Linked DNA regions of Gasterosteus aculeatus: region 2 is linked to region 1. Evidence: chromatin contacts called from public Hi-C data. All regions are on one chromosome and are shown on one strand. Each heading gives the region's core, a stretch centred on a gene start, on an enhancer-like site or on the middle of the called end of the contact. The rest is flanking DNA. Distances are from core to core; before and after follow the strand shown.

The links. Hi-C and Micro-C count contacts between places; a contact is called where the count stands out from the background.
Region 2: a contact with region 1 is called in a Hi-C map of skeletal muscle, with 8 times the contacts expected there. The contact joins two enhancer-like sites. A contact is called at or near these places in 4 of 6 Hi-C or Micro-C datasets (skeletal muscle, tail fin and whole body).

Annotation. Positions count from the first base shown.
Region 1 is chr16:2,451,778-2,458,212 of fGasAcu3.hap1.1, forward strand. It overlaps cops8 (COP9 signalosome subunit 8), which reads left to right. Exons shown (of 7, transcript XM_040201758.2): 7 at 1-302. Among protein-coding and RNA genes, the nearest start is that of trim63b, 7.8 kb to the left of the region's middle. Within about 2 kb of position 3,389, at least 1 of the 9 cell types and tissues checked has open chromatin away from gene starts, as enhancers often do.
Region 2 is chr16:2,566,185-2,572,619 of fGasAcu3.hap1.1, forward strand. No RefSeq gene overlaps it. Among protein-coding and RNA genes, the nearest start is that of lrrfip1a, 3.3 kb to the right of the region's middle. Within about 2 kb of position 3,472, at least 1 of the 9 cell types and tissues checked has open chromatin away from gene starts, as enhancers often do.

The DNA.
Region 1 (6,435 bases), core at 2,139-4,638:
CTCCAAGACCTGCCTATTTATGACTCTCCTGTCAATCCATATGTTGGAACACAATGTTGTATTATATCCTCTTTTCCTTCTCTCTGTAACCCACCTGCTGTACAGATTTTGGTCTTGACTTTGAAGGAGAAATGTGATTTTATTTTATTGCTCACCTAACGGACCCTTTCTAAAAAATAAACAATTTGGTATGTTTTAGCACTTGAAGAGTTGCAAAGGATTTTGTCAAGAAGTGGTCATGTCTCAGCCCTTTTTTTGAACCTTATGTTTTGACTGGTGAATAAATATTTTGCTCTTTCTAATTCATTCTTTCTTTCCAAATCTTTTACTTCTGTCTCGGGTTGGTCTTTACGGTGCAGACTGGGCTCAGGGATGTGGAACATTTCATTTGACTTGCAGTTCACCGCTGCAACAACCACCTCTCGTGAAAAAAAGCTTATTGGACTTTTATTCTGTCCATATGTGTTCCTCTAATACCAGTCATTACAAGTTATTGTTAACTATTACAATGAGTGTCTATGCCTTACTCTGTTGAATATCTGTTAGTTCTACAAAGTGGATTTTTTACTCCCAGTACTTATATGTTGTATCCCTAAATGAGCCACACTTGAAGTGACAGACATTTGACATGATTTGGTGCGAAACTACATCAGAGCCGTTCCTGCTGATGTTCGTACTGCAGAGGATCTTGTAGCTCATTGGCACTTTCACTGCTGAAGTGGATGCTACTTCCTGGTTCAGACTGACCTCACCTATGTATAGAAATGTGTGTGCATTTGCTGTGGAAACGTACCAACGTGCAGGCATGTGAGAAACCAGCGCTGGCCTCATGACAGCACGGCGTGCCAGTGAGTCAGAGCGTGAGACGGTGTCTCATTCTTCTGTGTCCCTCACCACGCTATTAAATCTGCATGCAGCCACACATGCAGCCACACACGCATGTGTGAATGGACGGCATGCCGGGCGCAGGCGTGAAGCTAAAAGTGGTTTGTGTTGACATGCATGAACTCAATGCATTTTCACGATTGTAATTATTGCAAACGTGCTGCCTTCTTGGGGTGATATGGCCAGTTAGCTCAGTTGGCTAATAACGCTGTTCAATCTCCATCTCATTGAGAGCTCATCATCAATCGAATATTTCCCTTCTCCAGATTATTATTCAAAAGGCTTTGGGTCGAAGTGTCTCTACTATTCTCCACTGTGATTTCAGATTTTTACAATTTGAAATGTGACGACTACAGTATCCGATTTCCACAGTATTTTACGCATATGTTCGGTATACACCAAATGAAATGTATACGCCAAAATCTGTTGAATGTTGAATCTGTTGAAATCTGTGAATAGTAACAATTGGATTGTAGCTATCTGAGATGGGAGTGTTTTTACGAGCGTTCACTGAGATGGTCAAACAACTCTACCGTGGCAAATCCCCGGGGATTACCGAGATCCACCCGGAGATGCTGAAAGCAAAGGTTGTTTGGGGGCTGTCTTGGATGACACGCCTCTTCAACATTGCGTGGAACTCTGGGACAGTGCTTTAAGAGTGGCGGGTGGTGGAACCTCTCTTCAAAAAGGGGGACCAGAGAGCGTGTGCCAATTACAGGGGGGTCACACTACTCAGCCTCTCTGGTAAAGTCTAGAGAGGAGGGTTTGGCCGATAGTCGAACCACGGATTGAAGAGGAACAATGTGATTTTCGTCCTGCTCTTTACTCCAGCAGGAATCATTGAGGGGTCCCGGGACTATGCTCATCTGGTCTACATGTGTTTTTTTTTTTTGTTTTTGTTTTTCTTGGAGAAGGTGTATAGCCAGGTCCCCAGTGAGATAATGTGGGAGGTGCTGCTGGAGTACGGGGTGAGGGGGTCCCTACTTGGGGCCATCCAATTCCTGTACGGCCAAAGCGAGAGCTGTGTTCGGTTGTAATTCAGAGTAGTTTCCGGTGGGATTGATCTTCACCAGGCTACGCCTTGTCATTACCCCTGTTTGTGGTATTCATGGACAGGATATCAAGGTGTAGTCGTGGGCGTAGGGCGTCGTTGCATTTTGCAGATGATGTTTCAAGCACAACCTGCTTCCTATTTTGCACAGTTGTACAGTTTGTGGCTTTTCTTTCTTTTAGCTCATACAGGGAGACTGCTTGTGGCATGGTGACTAGCCACTGGTGACTTTTGGTGGAAGAGGGAGGCCAGAACCAAACTATTGGGTCCTTATCATGAACAAATATATGAATGCATCACATAAATTGAAGCGTTGGTCTTGGCTGCAATAAGCACTAATCCGTTTTAAAATACTCCAAACATGGCAGTTCAAAAGCTGCACAATTAAAGAGTATGAATCCTAAATATCTCCTATTCTTGCCAGTTTTGAAGAAAATTATCGAATTATTCCTCTGTTTCTGCAGTGCAATACGGCCTCCCGCCATCTTGCATGACATTGCTACATTGGAATGGCGTTTTGGGGGTCGATTTTGTGCTGGCAATCGTCACTCTCAAGCATTATTTTACGCTCGCAATCCACATTTTTACTGTCCCGTTCGTCTGCCATGAGGCCTACACAAAAGCCTTCCATAGAGTAGTTCATCCTCAGTCTATCAACGTGAAACTTTACAGTTCTGTCCAAACACTGTATCTACACTATCATGTAGATGTGTAGCCTGATATCTCTCTTCACAGGAGTTTTTGGAGACCATTTACAAAATTGGATTTCTTTTTGGAAACATTGCTATATTTCTTTACCAGTAACATATAAACTGGTTTTTACACAAAAAAAGAGGCCTGTCAGCAGCCTAGCGTCTTTAGCAAAGGTAATTACAAACAGTTGGCTTCTTTTACCAGGGGTCAAAGGTGATATCTGTCTTTTGTCATATAGCCACAGGCAACATGCTATAAAGGGGTCGACGTTGGTGCAGGACAACTTTCCTTGCTGCAGCGAGTAAAGTGTTGCATTCAGTTAGATATAAGCTTACTTTTTTCTTTTTTTTCTATTCTGACAAAAGTAGCAGATTGAACTCTCCCGCTAGATGTCGCAACCTTTATATAGTGCTGACAGCTACTTTCTTAGGAAAATACTTTTTTTAGCATTTTTATTTGCTTTTCTCAACCTACATGATTTCTACATGTTTTTTTGGGCAATCGTTTCTAACGATAAAAAAAACTCTATAAATATAGTATATAAACTATAAGATTTCCTGGATGTTAACTGGTTAGTTCCGTTCGCTGTATTCTCTGTCATCACTGGCAGAAATGAGGTCAACAATTGCTGAGTCTTTAGAGAACTTGCGGGTGGGCGTTAACGGAGTTGTTTTGGAAGTAAGAGGTCTATGTGGAGAAGAGAACTGGAGCCAGAACAGGTCCTTGTGGGGCCTCCATGCTGACTCACTCCCCCGTATCCGCACATACTGTGGACGGTTGGTGAGGTAGTCCGGGATGCATACAGAGAGGTGGTGGTCCACCCTGGTCCGCTGCAGCTTGTCCCACAGAAGCAACGGCTTGATGGTGTTGAAAGAACTGAAGAAGTCAAAGAACATGAATCTCACAGTGCTTCCAGTCTTTTCCCTGTAGTCCCATGATAGCTGGATAACATTGGATGGAGGAAAAGGTCACAATAGAGATGAGATGAACAGCAGGGGGCAGTCTTCACCAACAATTTGTCTGACATGTCACATAGTGCTAACTCTTAAATACTATTAATACTAAAATATATAATATGTTTAAATTGTAAACCCAGTGTGGGTGCCAAAGCAAGGGAAGTGGTGGGAGGAAGAGGGAGGAGAAGGAGAGAAACTTTCCAAAGGAATTGCGTTCCATTGTAAAAGTTATGGGACAGATATCAGCTGGACTGCATTAGAATGATCTTTGTTGCAAATCATGTAAACAAACTTGCAGCTTTTCAACTTGCCTGACAGTGTGTGTGTCTCAACAAGCCACATCTGCATCTTGCAGGATTCATAAATCACTTAAGTTTACCTTGGTCTAGCATGGAAATGGGCACGTTTCCTCAAGAATGCTTACATTTGTCATATATACAGACAATAAAGTCCCTGAAGCAACTCTCCACCGTGGTCAGACAAGTCCTGTGTCCTCAAACCAGCTCATGAGAACCAACAGAACGGGAAAATCCATTCTCATAGACTCATGGCGCTTCTCAAAGCAGCTGTTTTCATGTGACCTCAGCGACAGTTCACAGATAATGGCCATCATGTCTCTCTTCCAGGAGATTCCCTAATCCACTATTAAAAGTCAAGATACTGTGTCCAGCAGGCCTTGGACTTGGCTTAAACTGTCCCACTGCCAGCCAAAACTCAACGGGTCTTTTCGTGTGTCCCCCATGTGCCTTTCATTCATGTCCTACTCCCGGGGACTCAGCCTTCAGACTTTTTGTAATTACAGAGGAAATTAAGTGAGGAAAAAGAATACAGATCACTGGCCGTGGACAAACACGCTATGTTTTTGCTCCATTCTGCCTCAAACTCTGCTCTTATTTGAACAAGACTCCAGGTTAAATATAAAGTTCCTCTTGATACCAGAAACTTTCTTTTCTTTTTTTCGAAAAAGGCTGTTTTATTGTTATATGATACCTTTTGGAAAGCATTAGGCCGAGGGAATAACATGGCTAGGAGGATAAAACAGAAATTAGTCTGGCTGCATATGAATCTAAAACAGATGGAATATACCCACGTCATCAACAACTTCTTTCAGTCTTAGGATCTTTTTTCTCACACATGAAACTTATCTATAAGAGGATGTGGTGGTCATACCAAATGACATACTATGAAAAATCAAAGACCAATATTGATGTTGCGGAGGAGGGATGGATGAGTCCAGCAAACACAAGACGATTAAAGCACTGTTTTTGTCGGCTAAAACTTTTATAACGTAACACGAGCCCGAAACAAGCTGTTCTGAGCAACATTTAAAACGCATATTGAAGTCTATGTGAAAATGACTGTACTTCTCTATGATTTCAGTTATTGGTCTTAATCTCTAGTTTCAAGTCTTCCTAAGTACAATTTGAGGCTCATCTAGAGATCAAAATGGGCCATAATGCGGACTGCGCTTTAGGGTGGGCTTACTGTGATTGACAGGTTGCTGCCACAGCAATATGCGGCGTCTCTAGGTCACTCTTCCAAATTCCACAGTAACATCTGTTTATAGGTTGCGAAAAAAACAACAACGTGATGACGGCCGTAATCCGTAGATAGCAACTTGAGGTTTCCAAACGTAAGAGCAAAGATCAAAATCGACGACGTCACTGATTCCACTTCTTAAAGTCTGTCTATAGGTACTGAGTTGTTTGGTCAGTGATGCTCCACTTACCCCTCAAGCATCGCAACGGCTGGATATTTCAGCTTTGCCGCAACTTTTTGGAATAATATAATTCTTTAATTGAACTAAATCAAATCAAAGCAACTATTATTGAATTTTAGGTGTTTACCAGTGTGTTTAAAAGTGTCATTATGAGTTTTGGGTTATAGAACCTGTAGTTAGTCCCAAGATTTTAGAATAATATGCAAAATGCACAAGCTCCATGTTTTAGTAACAATGCAGTATGTCCTTTGTTGACAGTTTGTTTGAATCATCTACAATCTACAAACATTCTGCTGTAACTGAAGAGCATCTTAAGAGCATTTGACAGGATGAAGACTATATAAACATCACAAAGTGGTCTGGGAAGAATGTGAGCTGGAATGTGTGAAGAATTCCACTTTATTCCACTTTACAGAATATATATATATATATTAGGGGTGTAACGATTCATTTTAACAACGATTCGATATGAATCGCGATTCATGGACAATCTGGGTTAATTTAGAACGATTCGATTCAGTGACTTGAAATCGATCCAGTAACTTTACTGGTTAGTGCAGGCAAAGTTTCCGAGATTCCGGTTTAAATAATTATGGATATTATAAACAAGCAAACAATTAATGGCAAATGTATTAACCTTTTATTTGAATCAAGTGCAGCCATTTTCAATGTAAACATTACACAATAATTACACAATGTTTGGATCCATTCACAGAACCCCGGATTTTCAACCACATTGTAGGGTCGCACGTCTTTACAGATAAACTTGGCAATTGTTCCTGTGATGTTGAGTTTGGTGCTGGCGAGGCCTGAGGTGTCTGCAGAGCTGGAGTTACCTTCTGCTGCTGCAGCGGTAACGCTGCTAGAGGTCCTGACTATCGGTGTTGTTTAATCCCACGGCGCCTTAGTAGACGGCCGGAAAGATTCGTCGTGTTTCCGTGTTTTTTATTTGGCTTCTACATATTCTACAAACAGTGACCGAAAGCCAAAATGTTTTCACACGCTGGATCGATAAGTTGGTTTGTAAATGTCTCGCTCGCAGTCGTCTCCTCTACGCTGTGTTTTGTTGTTGTTCCGAGTTTCGCGCGGCTGCCGGTGGGTACTGATGACATCACAGACAGGCGGACTGA
Region 2 (6,435 bases), core at 2,222-4,721, 110 kb after region 1:
TTTCTTTGAAGACATTCAATGAATCCACAATACTTAAATTACTTTGCACCACAAAAATTATCTCCATAAATGTATGTGAGAATGAAGCATTCGTTTTTTGCATCGCTCAAGCTTTTCTGTCTCTTTTTTTAACGGCGTTTTTTCCATCACATTTGTAGTACAAAACTGAGAACAATGAATCAATTGCTTGGTATAACTCAAGGGGCTGGCAGAACATCTGCAAAATCTGAAACAGCAGCACTAAAGGTTTATACACTCATAATGGCAACTAAATAATGTTGCTGCATTTTATGGACTCAGCACGAGGTGTTTCTTTGTTTCCAAACAAGGACCACAGCCCTTCAGGTCTTAAGGGAGCTTGGTTTCAATCAGTACAATAGAGATTTTTTTCAGTGACGATTATCCCTTAAGTTCTTAGAAATAATCCAAATCACTAAGCATTCAAATGTCCACATTTGGAGCCGGCCTGCAGGGAAAAACGCTGTGTGTGTGAAGTAAACCTGAGACAATGTTATGACACAATGTTGTTCCAATGAGAAAAATCTTAAAAAGAAGCAAAGAAGGGAGAACTACTGTTGAAAGTGGATTGCATTGAAAAGTTCACAAATACATCATTTAATACTTCATAACAAAAAATGAGCGAAGAACATGGACAGGAAACAGATCTTTAGGCCAACATAAATAACACCATTGGGAACAAAACAAATATGCCTCACAATAATAACCTACTCAACTATCGTTAGGCTTAACTTCACTATCTGAGTTACAGCGATGGCACATGTAAATGGTAAATAGTCTCTACTTTTAAAGCGCTTTTTTAGTCTTCCGACCACTCAAACCGCTTTAACACTACATGACATCATTCACCCATTCACACCCATTCACATAGTGATGACAGGAGAACCACACACAGTAACTATCAGTAACTAACATTCACACACTGTAGTCGCAGCTACAGGAGCAATGTTGGGTTAAGTGTCTTGCCCAAGGACACATCGACATGCGGGTTAGCGGGGCCTGGGATCGAACCGACAACCCTCTGATTGGAGGACGACCGTGCTCCCCACTCACCCACAGTCGCCAATGGGGTCTGCCCCCCCCCCCACCTCTGTGTGCCCGCCATTTCTTGCTAACATCAAGGCCAGCAACTAGTCAGGTAGCTAAAAACAATCAAAACTGTAGTTTTCCCTTCACCCTTTTTAGGGGAAGAAAACGTTTTGTTATAAACCCATCGTGTAAAAGACTAGAATAAAAATACTGCGGAGCGGAACATTTTCTGTTTCATATGAAAAAGACAAATTCTTTAAACCTCGACTTGAGCTGCCAATTTCGGACAATTACATAACATTTGAGAAAAAGCGCCTTCCGGTGGCGAGATATAATGAATATGACAACCAACTCTATTCTCCCCTACATTTAATTAATTTAGCATCACACGTATACAAACCACTCTCATCACGAGTGAACACAGAATTAGTCATGCAGACATTGAAAAAAAGAATGTTATGTCATCCGAGGTAAAGACTATATATTGGGAAAAGGGGGGGACTGGTGAAAAGTTCATATCAATGTATTTATAATCTAAAGAATGTCATAATGTCAACTATGGAGCTGCAAAGGTGATCTGGTTACCCTAGCTTAGCATAAGACAGACACTGTTTCTGTGTTATGCTAAGCTCGCCATGTCATTAGGTTTTACTCAAGTCACCATTGCCCTCATTTTAAAAGGAGTCCTTAATAGTCGTTATAAAAAACATGCCGGTTGATTAGAAACCCGTTCAGCTCCAACCTTGGGGGCCTCCAGCAGTGACCAGCCCACCGCTGCCCCCCCCCTGTGGCACCATGCTGCTGGAGGCCAGCTGGAGGGAAGGGGGTCCCTGGAGAACCGGAGCCGGGAGCGTCTGGCAGGTTCTGCTGCAGTATCAATGACAAAGCTTACGGCCGCCCACAAAAAAAGGGAACAGAAAAGGAAAAAAATCTGGTGGGCAGTCATTAGGAAGGTCTGTAGAAAGCCAGAAATACACGGGTTATGAGAGGATGCTGTATCCCACAGGAAGTTATGGTGAGAATTGTTTTGAATATCTTTAACACGTCAACAACAAAGTGGAAAGTTCCCCTAAACACACTCTTTTTAACTTCCTTGGCCAACGAGAAGCCAGATGTGGTAGGAAATTTAATTAGGGGGACGGTTTTATAGAGCGCAGAACAGCTTGTGCGCCCTTGATGTTGTTCGTACCGTGTGAAGAAATTGAGACATTTTTTATATTTTAAATTCAATACTTGAAACCATATTGTTTTTTCTTTTCAAATAAATACATGGCTTGTATAAGTAGGGAATGTCTTTTTGATAAATGGCCATTAATAAAATGTACAATATGAATCTGATGACGTACAAAGGCATTGTGTGTGAATAATTGTTATGTGTGTCATTGATGTTAGCCTTGTAATGGACTTAATAAATGCCTGAAAATAAAAAAATAAAAAGATGCAGTAAAATAAGAAATGATCTCAAAATGTGACTCCCCCACTCCAGGAAAAATGAAACAATATCCATAACCGAACCAGCATAAAGCAGCACATTGTCGCACATTGGAAATACTTTCAACATTTGGACTGTTCAAGTTTTTTTTTTAATTATTTTGTTGTTGTTTTTAAAGGAAATGGCGGTTAACAGGCCTCGGGGGAGCTCTTCACTCAGTTTAATGACAGGCAAGAGACCATGAAGGAGAACAATCAAACCAACATCTGGCACAGACACAGACTGAGGGGGTTGGTACTAAACCCATTGAGGAAAAGGAGTCCAACAAACGGAACACTGTCCCCTGTATCGGGGAGATCTGATCAATAATGTGTGAACCACTGTGAGGTGTCTTCTGGAATAAAACCATTTTCTGGAGCTGATCAGGTTGTTCCGCAGGTTTGTTCCCTCTGATTGTAACTCTGTAGGCTACACAATACAAACACAAAAAGAGTGTAGTTCACGTGCCTCATGGCAATTCCTCAATTGCATACACTCTTACAATGATCGTACTGATTCCAATAAAACTGAAACAGAATACAAACTTTCTCTTAACTGTATGACAAATACAAAAGAATACATATACAAGCGAAAATATATATCATACCGAACAAACTAACACAACAACAGACACACAAAGCCTGTGGATGACGCGCCTAGGAGGACAACATGGTATTAGTGTTAGCTAGCTAAAAACGGACAGTATTACAGACAATAAAACAGCTACAAAACACATCACTAACTTAATAAAAACACGAGTTTAAACAAAGACAACTGACATCCAAAATAATAAAGCTAGCCACACCATGAATGAATATTAATTAAACATTGTCCACAGACATACAGAAACACGTTAGCTGATGGCAAATACTCACTCGCATAGAGGATATGACAACTGGTATCATCTCTTGGTCCGTGTAGGTACCACTTTGTAGCAGCAGGTGGCTTAGTTCAGCTATTTTAGGAGGATTTGAATGGAACCGTTTGAACTATGTAACATGAGCACCAGGCTTTGTGAGCATGCTGACATGTGGAGACGTTTAAACTGTAAAGGAAACCCGGGACCTCCGACCTGGGCTTATGTTACATTATTCTACAGTTTTAATGCTGCCAATGATTGTGTGTGTGGGGGTCGGATGAGATCAGTGGTCCCCAAACTTCTTCTGCCAAGCCCCCCTTGGATGATATGGGAACATTGAAGTCCCCCAGCCCCCCTCCACCCTCTCCACCTCAAATTAGTTGTACCATCTTTGCTTTGAATTCATTGCAGTGTAATATTTAAACTATAAAATATAAATTTTATTAAAGACAGGATGATAATAAGGATCATAATCATTCTTTATCTCAGTATGTTCACATGGTCTTGTAGACTCAGTGGGCTGCATCCTGTCTGCCGCCAGTATTTTAAGACACACACTGGGGTGTTTCTTCCTGGCTGACCATGGTGCTTGTAAAAAGAGACGGATATGCCTCCTTAGGAGCCATACTCCTCCAGCGAAAGTATGAAGAGCAGTTGTGAATGTGTGCTTCCCTGAATGTTTGCTTCCCTGCACGCTATGTCTGTTTTCAACAATAAAACCACACAAGCTGTCTGTAACAGACTACAAAACCACTACAACAACAGCACAAAAGAGATAAAAGTACATCAACAACAGAGTTACCTCCCATCATCTGATGCAGCAAACATCGCTTAATAAAACCCCTCGATCCTCACATTGCTCACCAGGCTGAGATCCTGAGCTCTGTTGAGGACCATGTGGAGATGTCTCCTAAATGCACGTGTTCATGATGGACCCCTAGTGGTGCTCAAGCACCTGCCCTTTTGCCCTGGGGGAGAAAAGGCAAAGAAAGAAATGTTTTCCTTCATTCATCAATATTTTAAAATTACTCTCTTGGTCATCAATTCCCCCCAAATGTATTTTCATATCTGACGGGACATTTATTTGCGTTTGGCCCCAACATGCTCACAAGCCCCGCCCCCTCCTCCACTTAGTGCGCGTGCAGCGCTGCGCGCCAAACAGCTGCAGCGTCGGACAAACAGGTAATGACGGTGCTCGTTAAACGTTGTTTAATGATAAATTAACCACGTTAGCGCCGCTGGGAACATTAGTCGCAACTGGTCGGAAGGTTCCTAAAAAATAGACAAACAAAAAACTCCGTGATTTCAAAGCTTCCAGCTGTTTACTGACGTTTGTCATGTTCAATGAAGACAGAGAGCGAGAGATAAACAGGCAGGAAGAGCCTTTTCATTCATCTTACAAATTAGAGACGAGCACCGTTCTAATATAACTGTCAGTATGGCAGTAAATATATTATTTTTTAATACATTCAAAACTATTTTGTACTTTTTTTAATATTTCACTATAATATGTACCAAAAATGTCTATTCAAAGTTCTAAATGTCAAATACTCCCATCCTACAGCGGGTGTTGTACTCCTGAATTCATCCCTGCCAAATGGCAGTGCCAGACTGGACCTCCCCCCCACCAGAAGTACCATCTTAACCCTCAGGGTCTGCACCGGTCTACTCAAAGTGCCATTGTGGAGCAGGGCTCGTCCTGGCCCCTGGGAGCCTTTTTCCTATTAAAAGTTCTCTTCACTAGAAAAGACTGAGAGGATTCAGAAAAAGAGTGAGTATTTTCCAGTTAAGCAGCCGCAGCACCTTCAAACAGGCCCTTCTTTGTTGTGAGAGTGCTTCAACTTGTGTTCCAAAAAAACAAAAGTAAAACCAAAGTCTACTCCCGTTCTCATGTTCACCCCCACCTGGACCGTTCTGAGCTAGACCTCGCATGGCATTTTTTAAGGTAGGCAAACAGTGAGGCAAATGTTTTTTTCCCAATTTGCTGTTGTTTTTACTTGCTTTCTACTCCGCTCTATCATGCAGCTGCAACATATCAGAAACAGCGTGTGCATACAGCTCAAACTTTTAATAAAGGCAACCCTCAAAGCAGTGCCACTGCAAATAGCATGCTTTTGACATACATTCCCTCTTACAACATGTCTAAGTTCTGTACGATGAAGTTGCTATTGTACGTCTTTCAAGAAATGTCCTCTTTACATGTGTTCACATAGGCGACACATAGTTCCTGCAGACTGCAGTGACGCCAACCCTTTGCAATACACCGTATCACCACAAGTGGGCGTTATTGTAACACCACCGTCTGGTGGTAATAAAAGTCCATTCTCACAGCCTATAAAAGTGTGTTAAATAGCCTTGATATTTATTTATGACTTTTTAGGGGGGTGGGTTAAAAATAAATGCTGAAAAATACAGCCCAATTACCACCACGAAAATTAAATAAAACATTTAATAATAAACTTTAATTTCATTCACATAATCAACATACACAAATATAAATATGCAAAAACAAACTACTTCCTGTAGAAGTTATAATTAAATACAAGATAAAAATTTGAAAATGAACATTGAAAAGTGAAGTCTACTCTTCTGGACGCACTCCACTGAGCCAGTATGCGATGTGGACTGAGATGCTTTTATCTCTAAGAAACGCCAACGTTTTAAGAGCTCGCTGGTCATCATCAAAAATAGCAGAGGGGGTGTGAGAGAGTGCGATAGCCCATGTAGGAGCTGTGGTTTCTGGCTGAAACTCAAGCCGAGAATCCGTTCAGAGTCGCCGTCAAAGAGTTTGATGCTGCGTTCACGTGCTCTGAGTAAACTCGGAACCCGGAACAACGCGCCATGCTTTCATTAGGGTCTAAAATAGTATGAAACACGTTTTCATTTTGAAAACAATTGAAGATGCTGAGAAACTGGACTGCGCGAACAAATTATTCAATCAAAAATTAAATAAAGCAACGGAATGTGTATTAGCAATTATTTACTCGTCAGAATATGTCAAGCGCGTCGGAATCATGCAAGAAAATTGATCTGATTCAAGTCATTAAGGTAGCTACCA